Linked DNA regions of Rattus norvegicus: region 1 is linked to region 2. Evidence: chromatin contacts called from public Hi-C data. All regions are on one chromosome and are shown on one strand. Each heading gives the region's core, a stretch centred on a gene start, on an enhancer-like site or on the middle of the called end of the contact. The rest is flanking DNA. Distances are from core to core; before and after follow the strand shown.

Evidence for each region. A called contact is a pair of places that touch in the nucleus more often than the background predicts.
Region 1: a Hi-C map of the A7r5 cell line shows a contact between it and region 2, with 3 times the contacts expected there. The contact joins two enhancer-like sites. A contact is called at or near these places in 2 of 12 Hi-C or Micro-C datasets (the A7r5 cell line and the Rat2 cell line).

What each region holds. Positions count from the first base shown.
Region 1 is chr2:240,350,341-240,355,214 of GRCr8, reverse strand. No RefSeq gene overlaps it. Among named protein-coding and RNA genes, the nearest start is that of Adgrl2, 140 kb to the left of the region's middle. Within about 2 kb of position 2,869, at least 8 of the 93 cell types and tissues checked have an H3K27ac peak or open chromatin away from gene starts, as enhancers often do. A contact at or near this core is called in the A7r5 cell line, where this site is marked.
Region 2 is chr2:240,182,009-240,186,681 of GRCr8, reverse strand. No RefSeq gene overlaps it. Among named protein-coding and RNA genes, the nearest start is that of Adgrl2, 310 kb to the left of the region's middle. Within about 2 kb of position 2,436, at least 8 of the 93 cell types and tissues checked have an H3K27ac peak or open chromatin away from gene starts, as enhancers often do. A contact at or near this core is called in the A7r5 cell line, where this site is marked.

The DNA of each region.
Region 1 (4,874 bases), core at 1,620-4,119, 170 kb before region 2:
TCGATTGGCTAAAATGCCCAGAGTTTATGAAACTGTTTGCTGGGAGAGGGTGTTGCAAAAGCAGGCACTGGCATTTCTGCCTTGTGGGTTTTTTTTTTCCAGAGTCTTAAACTCCACACCAATTCTTGTATATAAACTAGACCTGCTTTCACCATGAATTAAAAAAAAAAATGCTGTAAGGAAAGGAAAAGGTCATGTGTGCACCACTCAATTATTCTCATTTGTTTCTCCCCCATGTCCGTTCTCAGAACTCCGAAATGGTGAGAACAAGTACTTGATTTCTAAGTGGTTAGTGGTCTGTTCAGAAAAACCATTTTTCACTAGTCTTGACCCCAAACAACACAATTTGGAAATCCACTCATCTTTGCTGCCAAAATTTTCTTAAAACAAACTGAGAGGGATATGCATGTGTTGCTTTCAATCCCCTCTGGGATTCCTCCTAGAGCAAGGTAACTTTTCAAGTTTAGAACTACGTATACAGTGGCTAGATGTGCGTGGGAGTGCGTGTGTACTCGTGCACGTGCACACGCATGTGTCTGTGCATACATGAGTGCGTCCAGGCGCTCTTCCCTGTTGTATGGATGAACTTGTCTCTGTGGGTGGGCACATGTGTCTGTCAGAAGTTTACTTTAGGGTGTCGTAGTCGTCCTTAATTACTTGCACGTTTTGAGAAAGAGTCTCCCTGAACTTGGAACTCACTGCTTTAGAGAGAAAGGCTAGCCAGAGAGTGCGGGACCTTCCGGTGGCTCCCTGCAGCACCAGGGTTATAAGCACAGGCTACCCCGTGCTGGGATCCGAACTGAGGTCCTCAGGCCTGTGAGGCCATCGCTTTTCCCACTGAGCCATAGCTCCAGACCCAAACTTTTTAAAAGCAATTTTTTTTAACTGCTGATGACTTTTTGATTTGTCTACTTGATTTGAGTCTGCCCAAGTTGTCCTGGATACACAGTTCTTACATCCCTGGTTGTCTTGGTGAGCTTGTACTGTTCTTTTACCATCGCTCTCCGGGAGTCACTCCTCTTTGGTCATAAGAAGAATGCTGTCACCTGTTCAGCTTAGATGTGCTCGATACCGGTTCATCTACAGAGTCTCCTTTTCTAGTAAAAGAAAAGTCTCAAGTTCTCTCTGTGAAAGTGTAGTTCATACAGCCCTATGCTCATGTTCGCCTTGGATGCTTTTATAGTCCGTTATATAGAAACTGCTACAAGTTGTGTAAATACCCTGCCGGGTCCATTCATGTTCATCAGAGGTGGGATGGTAGCCAATAAAACAGTGCTTACTTGAGTGTAAGCCATCACTGCAACCCCCCCAGCCCCTCCCCACCAAAAAATAGAACCAGGACAAATTCCTTGCCTCCACTTAAAGAAGCAAATTTCATGTGCCTTTTTTCTGTAAGCAGACGAAAGATGTTTCATGTATTTAGATGAATAGAGGAGGGGGTGATACATGTTTCTCTCAATTCAAGCTTGAAATTCAGGCTTAAAACTGAACTTTGCTTCCATGGGGTGGGATGGGTCCAAAGATTTGAACTATAAAATTTTTACCCATTATAATTTTTCGTAAAAAAGAAAGTAGGAACAACTTGAAAGGATTGCCTCCCAGAAGGTTACTGGAAGGAAGCCAGCTTGTCTTATTTCTTGACCTTGACGTTTTCTCTAAGGATGGTCCTCCCCACCACATATTTCACTAAGAAAACAGTTCCAGATCACCTCCTTTCTGTCAAATGACTGCATTAAATCTCAAGCTTCAGTAGGAAACGTTACTGACAAGTGGGGGAAAGTGAGGTTGCTTCACAGTGTAATAAAATTAAGATGTTTCAGGTAAGAGTGTCTTCCAGGTGCTCCCTGCCCATGGCTTTGAGACCTCAAAGAGCACACACAGACCAGAGCATGAGGGTTAGAGTTCGGATGACTGGGACTGGATTTGAGGTAAATCCTGACCATTTTCACTACGTTCAGAGTGGGGATTTCTGCTGGGTCAGATTGAGTCTCCAAAGGGCCACACACAAGGATAGCTGAGACCACCACCAAGCTGGAAAATGTGGACGTCTTGAGGGTAGAGCCTCTTCAAGCATCATGTGCCTTGCCCACACTATTTGTGCGTCCTTAAGAGGTATTTAGTACTAGTGGGGACTGTCAGGAACCCAAAGTTCATCTCAAGGTAATGTGGCCACTAACCTGAGCTGGAAAGTCCAGAGAAGCAACTTCCTGTCAAAATCAATCAGACAGAACATGAACAATAGCTCTGACATCCCCAGGTAAGGAGAAAGAGAAAGAGAGAGAGAGAGAGAGAGAGAGAGAGAGAGAGAGAGAGAGAGAGTGTTTCAGTAGACCTCACCACCTCACTGGCATCCCCCTCCCTCCCCTGAAGGCATTCCTGTTCTCAGAAGTCTTGACAGGCAGGTTCGGTTTTAAAAGCCTATAGTTTCTGGAAGTTTTTCTGAACAGGTTGTGAGATGTCATTATGTGTATGGATCCTAGTGTACAAACGATGAGAGTTTGAAGTGACAACTGATCCCTAGGAAATCCAGTGCAGGCAAGCTCACTTACTCTTCAGCTGCTATAGGTCACACACACACACACACACACACACACACACACACACACACTCACACACACACTCACACTCACACTCACATACACATGTATGCACACACACAAGCTCATGCACACACACACTCACACACACGCACACACACACATACACATGTATGCACACACACACGCACACGCATATGCACATCTTTCTATGTTGTGCTATCGAAGCTGAAAGCCTTGTGGAAATATTTCAAAGGCATAGTAATCCTTAAGCAAGCCAGTGCTGTGAGCCTAAGAGACCAGTGATGACTGATGGGTCTCCGCATAGTTTTTCACAAGCATTTTTAAATCATGAGTCAGAATTCGGCTCCAGAAAAAACATTCTATCGTTCCCAGCCCACATGGCTTTCTCATTTGACTTTATTAGGAAAAAAAAATTCCTTTGCAGCTCTCTTAAAAGAACTGGAGAAGAGACTGGGGAAAAGGAGGTCCAGGGACCCAAATAGGGACCCATCTCAAAAAGAGGCTCCAAGGCCTGACACTATTGCTGACACTATAGTGTGCTTACAGGCAGGAGCCAAGTCAGACACAGATCCTTACTCCCAACCAACGGACTGAAGTTGGGGATCCCTGTGGTTGAATGAGGAAAAGGCTAGAAGAAGCTGAGGAGGAGGAGCACCAGCAGTCTCAACTAGCCTGGACCCCTGAAATCTCTCAGACACTGAGCCACCTGTGTGTTTTATAAAGATGAGGGGGAAGAATGTGTTTGGTGTTTGTGTAGTCAGGTGTGTGGGAAGGAGGTGCCTCCACGGGCCCATGCTGATCCCTTCACACTGAGGGACCATCCACAGATGGTTTAGTATAGAATAGAGTTCAGGCAAGGCATGGCATGAGGAGGGGAGTTCAGAGGATAGTAGAGACAGAGAAAGGGAGAGAGAGGGAGGGAGAGGGAGGGGGGCAGCCATGAGTATTCAGAGAGAGGGAAGAGAGGAATGGGGCAAGAGGGGGAGCCGGACAAGAGGACAGAGCAGGAGCAAGAAGGCAAGAGAGAGGAGGGGCTAAGCAGCTCCTTTTATAGTGAGGCAGGCACACCTGGCTGTTGCCATGTAACTGTGGGGTGGAGTCTAGATAAAATGCTAACACCACCAACCAGGCATCATACACTAGCTGGTCCAAGGACTCGAAACAGACAGCAGAAGACTACCTGGTCTGGCCTCAGTGAGAGAAGAGGCACCAAACCCTTGACTTGAGGCCCCAGGGAGTGGAAAGGCCTGGCAGGGTAGGGATGGGAGTGGGGACATAGTCTTGGAGGGGAAGAGGAGGAGGAATGGGATTGTTGGAGGGCGAACCAGGAGGGGGATAATGACTGACCTGTAAAAAGATTAAAGATAGATAAATAAATAAATAAATAAATAATAAATAAATAAATAAATAATCGTAAGTAAATACAGGCTGACAGGACTATAGCGATCTAACATGAGCAGTAACAATAGCTGTTAGAGGCTGTTGACCAGAATGAAGACTCACTAGTGGTTTTCTGACTTAAGTATCGATCGTAATGATTTTTGCGGCTTTTACACGCAAACATGGGCTGTCTGATTTTTACAAGATAAACCGAGTAGATTCGTCCGAATCACTGTGTCTTGTTGAAACAGAAATACACTTGCCACCGTGTCCCTTTGCATAGCTGCTGAGGGAGCTGGCCGGCTGCGCTAGTTTTGCTCAGTGCTCCTCTACCCAGTCCTCTGAGTTTTCATTTCCTACCTCGAAGGGAAGAGAGAGAGAGAGAGAGAGAGAGAGAGAGAGAGAGAGGGAGGGAGAGAGGGAGGGAGGGAGGGAGGGAGGGAGGGAGGGAGAGAGAGAAGATAGAAAGGAAGATAAACAATTTTCTCAAGGGCTCCCAGCTAATGACAGTACCCACTTCAGATGTCTTCTTTGACGAGTCTGAACATTGAATTTGCTCGGAGGTCAGAGAAGATTCCCCCTCCCTCATGGTTTGGTCTCTTCCATCAGAGAAGAAGCGTCTTAAACAAACACAGAAACACTTCCCGGAAGCAGACCAGTTAACCGAGTTGGAGGTCAAAGGTGATGCTGACCATCCTGGTTATTGAATTATCACTTTGGCTATAACTCAATTAAAAAAATCTCCAGGAAGGAGCTGTAATGTAGGAGAAATGTCAGGATTTGAGTCACAGCATCCAGTTTTTGATCTTCATCTGACTAAAAAAGTAATACAGATTAACCACTTTGCAATGGAGCCAAAACTCCTCTCTCTCTCTCTCTCTCTCTCTCTCTCTCTCTCTCTCTCTCTCTCTCTCACACACACACACACACACA
Region 2 (4,673 bases), core at 1,187-3,686:
TCTGAAGGGGACAGGCTATTTACTGGAATGGATGACATATGGGGAGGCCACTTCGGTAATCCTGTTCCATGTCTCTTAAGCTCAAAATGCCAATCGAGGGGAAAGTTTGATACTGTTTTGGTTCTGGAGACAAACCTATTAGAACCAGGGCTGAGAGTAGAAAATGCATTACGTTGAGGCCCCTTGTTAAATCTCAGCCATATCCTTTGGACAGGGTAGATATTTTGTGGTCTCTAATTCCACTTATGTGCCTTAAACCTCAAGATATCTGCATGGTGGACTTAGTACTGGCTGATACCTTTACTAGCGAAGAATTTTCTAAATTAAGTAGTGCTATATGTAATTACGGCGAAAAACACGGACATTCATTCTTTCAAAAATATCCAACTCAAAATAATCTGATTCGTCTTTGGAGAAGAGAAAAAAGAAACACACACACACACACACACACACACACACACACACACACACACACACACACAGAGAGCAACCACTGAGAGAAAAGGCTCTGAGAAAAATCACATTTAGTGATCAGATTCAGTTCTCTTGGCTGCTGTTGCCAAGGCGTTTGTGATTATTACCTTTTTTTTTCCTTTTTAGATGAGAGTGACTACATAGGGGCAAAAAAGGCTTGCACTTAACCAAGTGAAATATGAGACTTGCATGTGAGTAGGTGGGTAGACAGGGCTCAGAGGGACAGATGTTCTATGAGTTGTTCAAATTTCTCTAAATGAAATTTCATCCTCTGTATCTAATGACTGCCTGCTCTTCTCACACAGTCACAAGTCAGAGGCATCAAGATCGCTGAATAGAATGGAGAAGCGGCGTCTGAAAACCACTTTTACCACACCCAGTTCTTTCTCTGCAGTCTGTGTCCACCCTCAGCAGAGAGGGCTAGCCTCGATGCTACCGAGTGGTTCTTTAAAAGGGCAGGAAAAAGAGTCCCTTGGCAGTGTAATTTCTAGAATTCTTTGAAAACCCCCATGGAATTATAGAGCTTAAAATAAGTACTTTCTGATTTGGTTCTCTTTGCACTAGCTTAAAACTCGGGCTCTAGTTTTTTTCCCCTTCTTTTTCCTTTTCTCCAGTGCCCATCATGTGAGCAAGCTTTTTTGTTTTCCCTATACAAGAAATGAAGCTTTCTGTACCCACAGATTGGGAGCTAAATGCTTCATATTTATTATCTTTAAGGTGCTGTGTTAATGAAAGAATTTTAATCATTGACATTGCTCTGTGAATTATGTATTACAAAAACCCCTGCTGGTGAGTTAGACAAAATTAACCTACTATAAGGGGCATTAAAAAAAATCACAGCTAATTAGTAAGCCAACAGGAACAAAGAATAGAAGATAAAGATGTGGAGAACACATGCAGGAAGGAACTGCTGCTCCCTCCAGCAATGGTTTTCTCTGCGTTGGGTTGGGCGCGCAGGAATGCTCGCATCCCCAGCTCCGGCCTCCAATCAGCTGAATTCTATTAGACTCCAGCATTTTTATGTTTTGCGATTAGTTCTTGAAGCTGCAGTCTCATAGCTCTCTCAAACCATAGAAACCCAACAGCAGCTCATAATATAGCATGGGAGATATTTTTAAACGCTTTAAAATTATTTCCCAGGCGATCTGTATGAGAGACGCAGCGCCACGTGAGGGGATTATGACAGGAAATGACTTCCGATGCTTTCCCAGCCCCCACTCGCTCTTTCTGATCATTAGACATTCCCTATGAGTTCCTGTAATTTAAGGAATCAAAGCTTTGTCCGGGCTCCCTTCTGAAAGGAGATAAAACCAGGTGTAGGCTTAATCCCCCGGTGACACCCAGGGTCATGTTTCTCTTCATCCCCTCTGGTGGCACCCAAGCTGAGGTGAGAGAAGCAACTCTCACCAGTCAAGGGGTCCATGGACACTCACCAGGCAGGGGCTCCATTGAGCCTCACTGCCAAGGGCTGACAAAGAGACTCATTGTTTATCATTGTTCTTTCTAAGTCAGAAACGGAAAAGGAGAAACCTAAAGGAGACAAGCAGAGCTAAGACAGTCCTGATAAAGCGTACTTCTACATGTCCTTGCTCAACAGAGGCCCCAAGTAGTAAAAGGATAAGGCGGCCCTCGACCTTTCCTTCTTGCCTGGAATATTTCTTTTCCTGTTCATCGTGGTGCATTTCCTCCCTACCTAACATCATCCAAGACCACTGTCACCCAGAGGAAACAGTGCTCTGGCTTGTTTTTCTTTAGAGAGAGCGTCCTTAATCTGTCCCATGCTCCTGGTAGACTGTGAGACTGGCTGCCAACAGTTAGATGATTTAAAACCAAATCGGGTTAAATACTTGTGCATGATTCTTGCCTTTTTTGGCAAAAGGCAATTGGTCAAGCGATCCACGGTGAGAGGAGGTTCCTACTTTGAAAAGCAGAAGGGAGCAGGCTGTCAGCAGCAGAGTGTGAAGTTTTTCTGTGTGTGCGCACGTCTGGAATTTTGGCTCCCGCTATGCATGGCTTTGGGTAGCAAGCATCTCTTTCATGTTCCTGTCTTGGCTTTTCTGGAGTTTTCAGAGCTGAGAAAACTGTTCCAGATTTCGATCCTGTGAGTTTCTCTTGTTATTAACTGCAGCGAATATGTTTGGAATGTGGTGACAAATTGGAATGCCCTTGAGTGGAAGAGTTCTGAGTTACTTTCTATTCCCATCTTTCTGGGAAGAAGAGACCCCCCACCTATTCTCCTTGCTTAAATCCATGTCACTTTCATTCTTTATACCTAGTTCCCCAGGCTTTGTCTAAAGTCCTGGGGAGTGCAGCCTTAAGGTCTAATTCTCCTATTTTCTACCACAGTGTACTCCTGGCCCAAAGATTACCTGATTTACTTTTCCCCTTCCATAAGTCAATAGCACAGACTGAGTCATTTATAAAGAACAAAGGTTTACCCAGTATACTGGCTAGTTTTATGTCAACTTGACTCAAGCTAGTGTCATCAAAGAGGAAGGAGCCTCAGTTGAGAAAATGTCTTCATAAGCTCAGGCTGTAGGTAAGCCTGTAGCGCATTTCCTTAACTAGAGCAGGAGAGCCTAGTCCATGGTGGGTGGTGCTATTCCTGGGATGGTAGCCCTAGGTCCTATAAGAAAGCAAGTTCAGTAAGCCATGGAGGAGCAAGCCAGTAAGCAGCATCCTTCCATGGTCTCTGCACCAGCTCCTGCCTCCAGGTTCCTGCGCTTGCAGGCTGCACTTCCTAATTCTCCCTCACAGCTTCTCCCCAGAAGCTTCATTCCTGACTCATAGTCTGTGAACACTACCTCCTTTCTTGCCTGATGCTACTCTGTCTCTCCTATTCTTAGGGGTCTCTTAGGACAAAGGTGATTTTTAATCTCTCAGAGCAACTACTCAGGGCAACTTGCTCCAATGCTGGAGTTTCTGTGACTTTCCTATACTGTTTGATTCCTCCTGTCAAGTGGTTGCTGCACTCACATGTTACAAGGCCACTCTACTTTGCCATGCTGGTTTGAGTTTATCTGAGAGAAGTCACAACCTGATAGTTCCAAGTCTGTGCCTCCCTTATCCTTTCCCCTAGTCAGCTGTAGAATTCGAAGTACATGAATAAACCTCCTACAATTCTTTCACTGTGCTGCTCCCAAGTACTGTGAATTCATGGGCCCAGGACTGCACTTGGACTTCACTGCACACTGCCCTGGGCCAGATGCACCTGGACTTCATCCTGTCTTGTTTAACTTTACCAACAATGCACTCAATCATCATATGCTCTTGGATGTTTGTAAACACCTTATACATGTTTGGGCTTCCCCAGATTTCTAATACCTGAGTACCGTGTGGGTCTGTGAACGTAGTCACAATGTACAACATCTTTGCCTTTACCCTTGACTTCACCATTGGCCTTGGGTAAAGAGTAATAGAATGCGTCTTCCTGAAGTCCTGAGTGTACTACCTAAGTAGGACTGAAAAACAATGGCTCACTGAGTTACTTTTCTGGTTCTGTGGAGTGTTACCAGAGGTAAGCATCTTCGAGGGACATGGGATATGGGAGCTCACAGCTGCAGAGTCTTGGGGACACAAGTGCCTGGTCATGCTGTTTTGGGAGTGATTGAGAGGAAAGCCCTGTTCACCCTAAAATTCTGGGTAAACAACGAGATAGAGAGAGAGAGGAAGGGCATTCCTCTCTGGTGGCTTTATGTCAGGCTCTTCTTGGTGGCTTTATGACAGGCTCTTCTTTCTGGAAATTCTAGCGTAGGTCCTCAGGCTGCTGGTCAAACTGCTAGCAAGTTAGTGTTGGGGGTACAGGACCACACCATGGCCTCCATTTTACTGCCACATCAAGTTTGGTCTTCGGGTTGTGCATGATCTTCCTTTCTACAATTCTATAAATGATTATTTTAAATCCAGAAGTGAAGTTGCCTTTCTGATTAACTCATCGTGCCTTCTATCATACCACAGCACTCCGTACAGGCTGTTCTTCATTGGTGTGGGTTAGTGGGCTTAAAGACCACATACTAAGTTTTGACCGTTTCCCATACCCATCAACTTCATTTCCCTCCTAAAGAGTTCCCAACGCTTGCTGACTTCATTTTTTCTTCCTGACTTGTCATCATGTTCATAGTTTGTGCGTGTGTGTGTGTGTGTGTGTGTGTGTGTGTGTGTGTGTGTGTGTGTTTTGAGAAGGGAGAGAAAAACTGAGT